Regions from separate parts of the Mus musculus genome. Here region 2 is linked to region 1. The links are chromatin contacts, called in public Hi-C maps. All regions are on one chromosome and are shown on one strand. Each heading gives the region's core, a stretch centred on a gene start, on an enhancer-like site or on the middle of the called end of the contact. The rest is flanking DNA. Distances are from core to core; before and after follow the strand shown.

Region 1 (4,920 bases), core at 1,027-3,526:
TAAAAATTAATGGGATTGGAAAACATCGATCTAAGTCGAATCCCCCCATTTCTCCCTCTGCACTGCACTCTGGTTTTATAGGTGAGCTTATTTATGCACGCATTAACTCCCTCAGCTATAAGCAAATCCAAATGGCTTGGAGAGTAGCAACAAGACCGGAAGTCGTGCTGGCATTGAGCTTTGAGCAGGAACGCATCCTTCAGGCTGCTGTACCCCACCCCCACCCCACCCTGAGCTGTCCAGGCAGAATCTTCTGGAACAGCACCTACCGGCGTCTTAATCCCTCACAATTATGGATTTATGTGTGAATCTTGGCAGCCTCAGAAAGAAGAGGGCTCAGAAGGAAGGAGAACTGTTTATCTTTTAAATGGTTTGACTGTTGGTTTACCTGGTTTCACAAGGAGACATGTGACACAGACTTGATTGCCGGCTCTCAGCCATCTCCTCTCATACTAGAAGTGGCCTGGAGTCTGGAAGCCAAGTCATGCACTCAACATATGTTTTGAAAACTGACTGACAGAAATGACGCATGTACGTGTGGCTTCGGGAACCGAACCCGGAGCCATGCACTCTGTCACAGAGCTAGCCTCTCAATTTTTCTATACATGAAGCAGTGAAATATTTCCCCAGGGCCTGGCACAGCCAGGCACAGCAGACAGGAGTTCTCATTTCTCTTGTAGAGGATCCAGTTTGGTTCCTATCACTCATATGGCACGAAACCAATCTTTGGCTTGAGTTCCAGGGTGCTGACGCCCTCTTTTGGCCTCTTAGGGCACCAGGCATGCATGCATGTGATGCACACACATACATGCAGACAAGACACTAAGGAACATAAAATTAAAATTAATAAATGAATAAACAAATAAATCTTTATGGAGCTAGAGAGGTGGCTTACTGGTCATGAGCCCTGGCTGCACTTCCAGAGGTCCTGGGTTCAATTCCCAGCGTCCACATGACCTCTCACAACGACCTGTAACTTCAGTTCCAGGGGATCCGATGCCCTCTCTGGCCCCCTTGAGTAGCAGACAGGATCGTGGTGCACAGATATCATGTAGGCAAAACATTTGTACACATAAAATAAAAATCAATAAACCTTAAAAAATATTTTTGCCTTGCCGGATTCTGTGCATCACACTGATAAATGTATTAACTTTGGGGGGGGGGTATCTTTAAAAAGTTTCTTTATAGTAAAAGCTTGTATAAAGACATGTTATTCTTTCAACCACTGTAGCTATAAAATGGTACAATACACGCAACAGTCCATTCTTTCTCCTTGGATGGTTTGTCTGGGAGACGATCACTACTTATTATTTTTTTAAACCGAGAGTTGACTGATTATATCCTTTGCAACACCAAGCTGGTCCTCTTTTTCTTCATGATTTCTAGAAATCTCTAATAGGAAGTTGCAATGTCTATTCTAAATGGATATGAATGATTTTAAAATTGAAAACTTAAACATAAAATTTTATTTTTAATCTTCTAGAAGGATAAGTTGACTTTCATGAAAAATTATTGCTTAATATAATTCATTACACTTAATCACACACGATTTAATATCTCATATTATGAACCGGAAGAAGGTTATGTTCAGAGACTAGCAAGGTACCTTGCCACTTAGGACTTCAACATGTTTATCTACATGTTGATTCATTTTTTTATGTTTAGAATTTCTTTGAATAAGCACTCAGAAATGCAAGATTTCAATTCTTGTCTGGCGTTCAAAGGCCAAGAAGATTTTTACTGGTCTAAGTGCAGGAAGCTGTTGGCTACCTTCCTTCTATTCCAGAGGAAACTAGACCTGCAGTACTGAGAAGCCACCACAAGAGGGGGCATGTCTCCTGGAAATGTGAGGATTTCGACTGGTTTTCAGACTAAGGCTGCCGGCATTTTGGAGGTGTTCTCCTAGGTCAGCAATGAACACTGTATGTGTAAAGAGAGGGCAATGATTATGCGTCAGTCATTGTTTACCTCGGAGAAAAACCAGCACTTTGCTGCTTGGCATTTTGCAGTCAGGCTGAGAACAGGCCAGCCAGGATGAAGGGAGACCACAGCATCACTCAGCCCATCTTTGCTGGCTCGATTGCAAATGTGGTAGCCAGAGAAAACCAAAACATCAAAAATGACTAAGAGGGGGATTAGAGGTGCATCTCTTCTATGTTTGAAAATGTCAGAATGAGGCTTCATTTGCATGTCGAATAGCATATTCCTGTTTGAACCCTGTCTGCCTCGCTGAAGATACCACGCAGGCTGGCAAGGTGCCCCTTTGCAAAGGGCTTGCACAGTCCCTACATTAGGCAGGAAACCAACCACTTTGCTTTGGTGTCAGCACAGCTGTTAGCGCCTTCACCTCAACATCTGGCAGCGGTTGGCTAACAGGAGGCTTGTCTTTTGTTGGGACAAACTGCTCCTTAGCTTGAGTGATAGTACTGGAAAATCCATGCAGGACAAATGGAATCTGAGGCTGGCCTTTATAATTCTCAGATGGTAAAGAAACACCACAACTGCTCAGTTGCTGAATGAGAATCCAAAGTGTTCGTAGAGAAATTGGCTCTGTAACAACCACACGCGATGTCATAGCGCTTGCAAGAGGAGGCAGAAGGATTAGGAATTCAAGGTCATTCAACTATGTAGCAGTTTCAAGAGAAGCCTAGGCAAGCCTCTGTCTCAAAAATAAAATAAAATATATTTGCTCAATTAGAGAAACAGAAACACATTGTTCTGTGTGTGCTGAAAGTGGGTTCTAGCTTATTCTTGTGGATAGGCACGACGCGAATGCTTTGTCCAGGCCGTCAGAGCAAGCTGCCCTGTCTCATGCTGAAAGAGGCCATTTGTCAACAACACAGTGCCTGAGCCAGATGAACACCCTCGGTGACCATGTGTCTCATCATGTTATGATTTTTTCAAGAAGAAAATAGCCAGAAAATAACAACAACAACAACAAATACCAACCCTTCTCCAGATCAAAAGAACAGAATTAGGAAATTTAGGGACTTGAGTGGAATTTTGGTAAGAGACACAGTTCACGTCCGTGGGAACCGCCAACTATATTTTCCCATTTCACTATTATAATGAACATTTTCAGGTGATTGATAACACAGGAATCTCATTTATGCTTCGGGCTATTTTGAGTGTTTTTTTTTAAATTAGTTAATTAATTAATTAGCTAATTTTGTGCATGCTCGCATGCCCTGGCATGCCTGTGGAAGTCAGAGAACAAACATATTTTTAACCAATTCTCTCCTAACACCTTGTGAGTCCTGGGAATCAGAAAGGGGCTGTCAAGTTTGGCGCAGTTGCCTTTACATGCGGAGCCATCTCACAAGCCCAATTTTGAGTCCTTACACTATAGGGCTGAGTTATACTCAGAGAGTGAGCTGCATGTCATGTGGATTCTGTAAAACCACATGTGGAGAAGACACTTCAACAAACTAGTCTCTGCTCTTCCCTCGATTTTTTTTTCTTTTTTTCTCTTCTCTCTCTCTCTTTTTTTTTTCTCAGAATGTCTCACACAACAGCCAAATATACCTCTGCAAAAACAGAATATAAGTGCTAGTTCTGTGAACTCTCTCCTCTTCTCATGCGGCTCCTCCCTCTTTTATTACATTTAATTATTTTTTTTGAAAGAGTGTTACTTTGTAACCAATCTGGCCTTGACTCTCCAGTGCTGGGATTACAGGCATTATATACAACTGTGCTATTAAAAATGATGAACTAAAGGGGCTGACTCCTAGAGCATTATAGTTACATATATGTGAGGCACATGAGGTATGTATACAAAGCTCAGGGAGCAGGTACCGAGAGGCAGGTGGGAGGAGCTGAGTGATAGATGGGAGGGGCCAAGAGGTAAGTGGGAGGAGCCACTCTCCATAGACTGTTGTTTTTCCAGTACTAGGTCCTTAAACTAAAAGCCAAGACTCTCCCCAGCCCCCCCATTCACTTCAAGGGAAAGGAAAGTGATGAGGGTTGGAAGTGCCTTGACATCTTAGGGCACAGAAACGGTGGAAGGGCAGAGACACAACCTTCGAACAGCCCATAGACCTTAATTTACTCTTGTCTTGGATTGTTTTGACCACATTCTGACAGTGTTGCTATTCTGTTAGCATAGTGAGCCAGTGCCTCTGTGGGAGAGCGCCCCCTGGGGCCAGAGGTGCGGAAGGACAGCAGGACCCACAGGTGTTTTCTGTTACTGTCATTCACCTTCTATCACCAAAGCTCTAAGGAGAACTGCCATGGGCACTGACCACAGAAAGGGGAAGAGGACATCTGGTTGCTGTGTTTCCTTTTTCTTATCTTGCTCCATCTTTTCAAAGTGACCTTTATTCTACTGATCTAGACACGGAGTCTTGTCTTGTGCTTACATATTTGTAAGTATAGTTCTCTATTCATAAGCCTTGGTTTGGGGAATTTCTGTATTAGCAGGTTGTGTTTTATAAGAGTGTGAGCTGCCTGACCATGAACCCCAGAAGGTTTTTAAAAAAGTATTATTTATTTAATGTGTATATCTGTGTGCCTGAATGCATGTGTGTCCACAGAGGCCAGAGGAGGGCATTGGATCCCCAGGAACTGAAGTTACAGACAATTGTAAGCCTCCATGTGGTTGCTGGGAATTGAACTCAGGTCTTCTGGAAGACCAGCCAGTGCTCTCAACAGCTGAGCCATCTCTCCAGTCTGAAACCCCTGAGGTTTAGAAAGTCTTGGGTCCTGGTGATGAAGCTGGTAAGCTGCCTAAATTTCCGACAAGGACTTTAAAGAAAAAGAAGGTGTATTCAGAAGTCACTGTGCCTAGCGATAAGATGTAAATCTTGTCATCTAGATGTAAGGCGAGGAGTGGAAGCAGGGTCCACACAACTTCGTGTTTTGTTTGCTTATTTTGTGGCGATTCTCTGATGCTTTGTAAGAATATAGACGCTCTAGATAGAA
Region 2 (4,920 bases), core at 894-3,393, 320 kb before region 1:
CCAAGGCCTCTTGGTAAAACCAAATCTTCAGCATCTGCAGGCAACAGTTTGTCTCTTGACTTGTCTTATATTGCACCCTACTCTAACCTAATGCCTCACAAATTACTGTGTGAACTTTAAAGAAATCCTTGGCTCAGCTGCAGACCCTCCTTGTCCTGTCATTTCAGCTTCGGAGAGAATGAGTGCTGGGACAAAGACAGTTTATATATTTTCCTAGAAAAGGCATACAGCAGCAAAGAGAACTATACTAACTGTAAATAAATAGGAAAAAAGTAATAGCTGGTGGTACTATAAAAGAGCGGGTGTAGGAAGTGGCTACTGTCAGACTGCCCAGAGCTAGGAAGAGGGGCTAGTCTTGCTTAACCCCTAAAAGCCATAACCTATAATAATTCTTTGCAAACTGTAAACTGCTCTCAACACCATATTTAGCATTTTACCAGATTTATTTTACTTGTTATACACAGACGATACAAACGAGCAGAAAACAAAACGATTCTCAGTGGAGTGTGTACTTGTATAAATTATTCAATTCACAGACAAAACAAAACAAATATAAAAAATCACAACATTTGATTTACAGGAGAGCCAAAGTATACCCACGTTTAGACCCTGAATTCCTATTAGGACAAATCCCCCCATAGACTGGAATCTAGATTGAATATTGTGTATGATGCATATTTCACATTGATTTTAAAGTACAAAAAAAGTATAAGTTTGCTACACAACATTAGAAATCCTACTAATCTATTTCCAGGGGGATTAATGCTCCTTATCAAATATAACAAGACTTGGGGGGAATCAGTCTTACTTGCAATAATGCTAGTGTTTTCCCAAGAAAGTCAAATTTCAGCTGTCTCTAAGTGGTGGGGGAATCGTTTTTCAAACTAAAATGCAGTAAAATATACAACTCACACAATTCATCTTCACTAGACTACACTATAGTTACCAACAATTCAGTCATCTATATCATTAGTAGATTACTCATTACAAAGATTTACAGCATATAAAGGTGGAGTGGGGTCTGAAAAGATAGTCAGAAACAGTTTATCAGCATATTTGGCACCTGCACAGACCAGTAATGGATTTGGCACTTTGGGGAAAAACAAATAAGGCAAAATAATATTGCTGATGTGGGGCCATTCCATTTAGAAGGAAGGGAGAAACACATAGAACTCCAGTTAAGTCCGCCTGGCAGGCATCGTGTCACTTACTCGACTCGCCTAGGAACAGACAACTAGCTTTTACAGGTGTTCAGGTGGATTCTCCTTAGCTACATTGTGTGCACCAGGGCACACAGTGGTTACATCATGCAACGAACTGAGAAGTGAGAAAGCCACCACTATGAAGTGCTTCGTGTTTCCAGAGCCTCTTAGAATATCTTTAATAACTCACAAGAAAACAAAGGGTGTGGGAGAAGAGAAAGAATGAGAGGAGAAAAAGAAAAGGAGAAGAAAGGAAAGGAATAAAAAGTTAAGCGTGAACTGGTTTTGTGCCTTGACAATGAGAATAAAAACTAGCCATTCGTTACAATAAATTAACACTATATACAATCATTTCACAGGCTTTGTTCCACTAAAAGTATTAACATCCCTACCATCCATCCATCCATCCATCCATCCACTCGGGTATAAGAAAGGACGCGCTGGGTGGGTGCAGGTTCTAGAGTCAACATCCTATGGTTAAATAGGGAGGCCAAGACAAGGCGGGTCGGAATCGCTGCTGCCTGGCAGGATTGCCCAGGTCTCCTAAAGTTGAAGAGTTTCATTCCAAGAGAAAGGAGAGGATGAGTGGGGCAAGGAGAAGGGGGTGGAAAAAAGACAGGGAGGATCATAACCTCACAGACGAAAAGTTGGAAAACCACAAGGTTTACAGCCAGGTTCAAGGTCGGTGCGCTAACTGCAGAGAAGGCTGTGTAGAGAGAAAGAAAGAAAGAAAAAAGAAGAGTTTTAAAATCATAGTGAGAGACCTGCACTTATCCCCGCAGACGGTCATCGAGGGTCAAGTGAAAGAGCGAGTGCGCTAGAACGGGCCTGGGAAGGAGGACGTGGGGCCGAGCTGGGGGGCCGGGGGCACGGGCGGGCGGGCGAGCGGGCTGGCGGCCTAGCTGTGCGAGTAGAAGCCATAGTAGCCGCCTATGTCCTTGGCGCAGTTCTTCTCGCAGTCCCGCTGGGCCAGCACCTCGCTCTTGAGCGGGGACGAGCTCTCAGACACCGGCGTGTCAGCCGGCGAGATCCGCCTCCGCTTGGCCTGCTCGTAAATCCCCGAGTCGCTGGAGTCGATGGATTTGATGGAGGAGGGCGTCTCGATCCAGCTGGAGTCGGACAGGTCCTTGGGCTTGGCGTCCTCGGCGGCGGGCGCCAGCGGCGAGCGCTCGGCCGCCAGGCCCTCGGCCTCCTCGCCCAGATAGGGGTTGGCGCCGGCCATGCGCGCGGCGGCCGCGGCGCTGTTGGGCCAGCAGGGGAGCACGGAGCCCGACTTGGCGCCGCAGTACTGCGGGGGGCTGCGCGCGCCCCAGCCCGAAGGGTCGGCGTAGTAGCCGAGCGGGCGGCCCGTGCAGCCCGCGGCCTGCAAGGGCAGCGCCTTCACGCCCGCGGCCGCATACGACAGCAGCGTGGCCGCGTTGCCGGCGAAGTCCGTGGCCGTGTCGTAGGCCGAGGCCGCGAAGTCCAGCCGGTTGTTGGCCGGCGTGACGAACCAGCGCTGCGGCGACGGCGCGCCCGGGTCCTCGGCCTGCTGCGGGGACAGCAGCCCGTTGGTGTGCGGCACGCTGCGGTCCGTGCCCGGCCCGGGACCCGCGCCGGCGCCCGGGTGGAAGCGGGCCTTGGCGTAGTTGCTCACGAACTGGTCTTGCAGGAAAGAGCCGGCCATGGCGTAGCGGGCGCCGGGCACGATCTGCGAGCGCGGAGAGTCGTTGGGCGACGGGGTCAAGCGGTCCATGTCGCAGCCCGTGTAGATCCTGGGGGGAGGGAGACAGAGAGAACCGAGGGATGGCGCGGAGGTCCCTTTGGGGTCCTGGAGGGAAAGCCACCTCTAGTTTTTGCCCACCCGCACACCGACTGTAGGTTGCCGCTGGCCATACAGTTTGCAGATGACAGAGGTCACACACCCGCAAGTTCCCTGGCCTGAACTGCACAGATACCAGTTCACCTCCTAGAACCTGAGCGGGACGAAAAGTGAAGACTGGAGGTCATCCATCGTCCCCTGTTCCATCTAAATGCACCGGGACCAAGATGGGGCCTAAATCCACTTAGCCAGCAGTTGTGCTCACATGATGGCTGAGTTAGCCAGACACCAAGGTGCTATTTGCCCTTTGGGCCTTTCCTCACTGATAAATTTCTGAGTGAAATTTCTAAACAAGTGACCCACTCTCTCCACCCATTTAAGGCCTCCTGGGTCCATTGAGTTGTTCAGACAATTCCTTTTCTTTTTCTGGGTAGTTTAAGAAATCCCCAGAGGGGAAATCAGCATGGGGAGGTTGGGGACCGATATGTCCAGGTAATCTCTCAAAGGCTGACTTCCACTGGCCTTCAGAGCCCGTAGGATTGCTGCTGGAATACTTTTTTGTCTTTCCCTTATGTACGCCCTTTAACTCCCAACTCTACTAATGCAAGCAAACAAGAAACTACTACTTGGAAGAAAGACTCGTTGATCAATAAAATTCTTTAGAAAGCAGTGTACTTTCCTCTCATCTTTTCTACTCAGCTTTTGGCCCATTGCTAGAAGGAAAAGTGGAAGAGAAAGACTCTCTGGAGAAACTTACAGTTATCACCCTCCATCAAACAGCCTACCACTCATAACAGCCAACCCTCACAGAGTTTAGTTGTGCCTGACTGTGCAGATAGAAATTATTTACATGAGCACAGATAGATTTATGTAGCTCACAGCAATCCTCTTGGGTGCTATGTATGACTCCACTTTCCTGATGAGGAAACCGAGGCAACGGAAAGTTTGAGAATTTGCCCGCTAATAAAGAGAGATTGTGTTTGGGGGAATTACTTTAGATAAAATAAATATTTATTAATGGGTCTAGGAGATCCCATTCGACTTGAAGTTGGATAAGTGTTTCCTCACACATATACACACATACCTCTCTTTATTTAGCTCACACATAAGTGTTTGCATCTTTAGTCAACACTATTTGAAAGAGTGCCTCAGTATTGTCAGATCTGAACCCCAAGGGGAGAAAACTCCCCAGGGTGTGGCCAAGCAACCTTCTAGAATCATCTGAACCCTCACACCCTCCCACATTGCTCTCTGATCCAACAAGGCCCACATTACCAACCTTATGGAGGAAAGAGATTGCTAAATCTACTCCACTCTCTCTCATTCCCCCAAACCCAGGAATTAGTTTTATGCAGATGGGAAAGTTACATGGATCTAAGAAAGGAGGTGGCTCATCTAACAGAAGGCAGCCACGGAAGAGGGGCAGATGAGAGTAGCTGTGTCTGCTCAGGTGCATTATGTACCCCCTTCTCCTCCCCCCCCCAAAAAAAACCCTCTCCTGAAACTTGAATTAAGTTTCAAATTAAAAAAAAAAAAAGTGGAGAGAGCTAGGAAGAGAAAGGATTAACAAGGTACAAATATCTTCTCTGTTTACCACCACAATATTTGTTAAAAGAAAAAAGCAGTCTGGGAAAGATAGTTTAGATGTCCATCCAGGTGTTGGACCACTTGGGATTGCTGAATTGATTTGTGCAAAATAAATGCTATGAACAGATGTTCTTAACAGAATTAAAAGCTTAAAGTCTATAGAACTCTCTTCCAGCATCTCTAGTCTGTGGGCCACATTCTTCCCACTAGCTTGGGCCCACCTTTCTCTTTGTGTTTTAAGACCTGGAGTGGCAACGTTTTATTCCATAGAATCATGTTCAGGAGGCTGGGTTCCTTTGAACTGCTTTTGGGGGATACTGAAGAAAGTTG

What was found. Hi-C and Micro-C count contacts between places; a contact is called where the count stands out from the background.
Region 2: a Hi-C map of Th1 cells shows a contact between it and region 1, with 2.3 times the contacts expected there. The contact joins two enhancer-like sites. A contact is called at or near these places in 1 of 39 promoter capture datasets (hippocampal neurons) and 2 of 484 Hi-C or Micro-C datasets (Th1 cells and cortical neurons).

Annotation. Positions count from the first base shown.
Region 1 is chr2:61,491,472-61,496,391 of GRCm38.p6, reverse strand. No RefSeq gene overlaps it. Among named protein-coding and RNA genes, the nearest start is that of Gm33841, 40 kb to the left of the region's middle. Within about 2 kb of position 2,276, at least 44 of the 459 cell types and tissues checked have an H3K27ac peak or open chromatin away from gene starts, as enhancers often do. A contact at or near this core is called in Th1 cells, where this site is marked.
Region 2 is chr2:61,809,619-61,814,538 of GRCm38.p6, reverse strand. Tbr1 (T-box brain transcription factor 1) reads right to left here. Exons shown (of 6, transcript NM_009322.3): 6 at 425-2,956. The coding sequence ends at 2,101. Among named protein-coding and RNA genes, the nearest start is that of Tbr1, 7.6 kb to the right of the region's middle. Within about 2 kb of position 2,143, at least 96 of the 459 cell types and tissues checked have an H3K27ac peak or open chromatin away from gene starts, as enhancers often do. A contact at or near this core is called in Th1 cells, where this site is marked.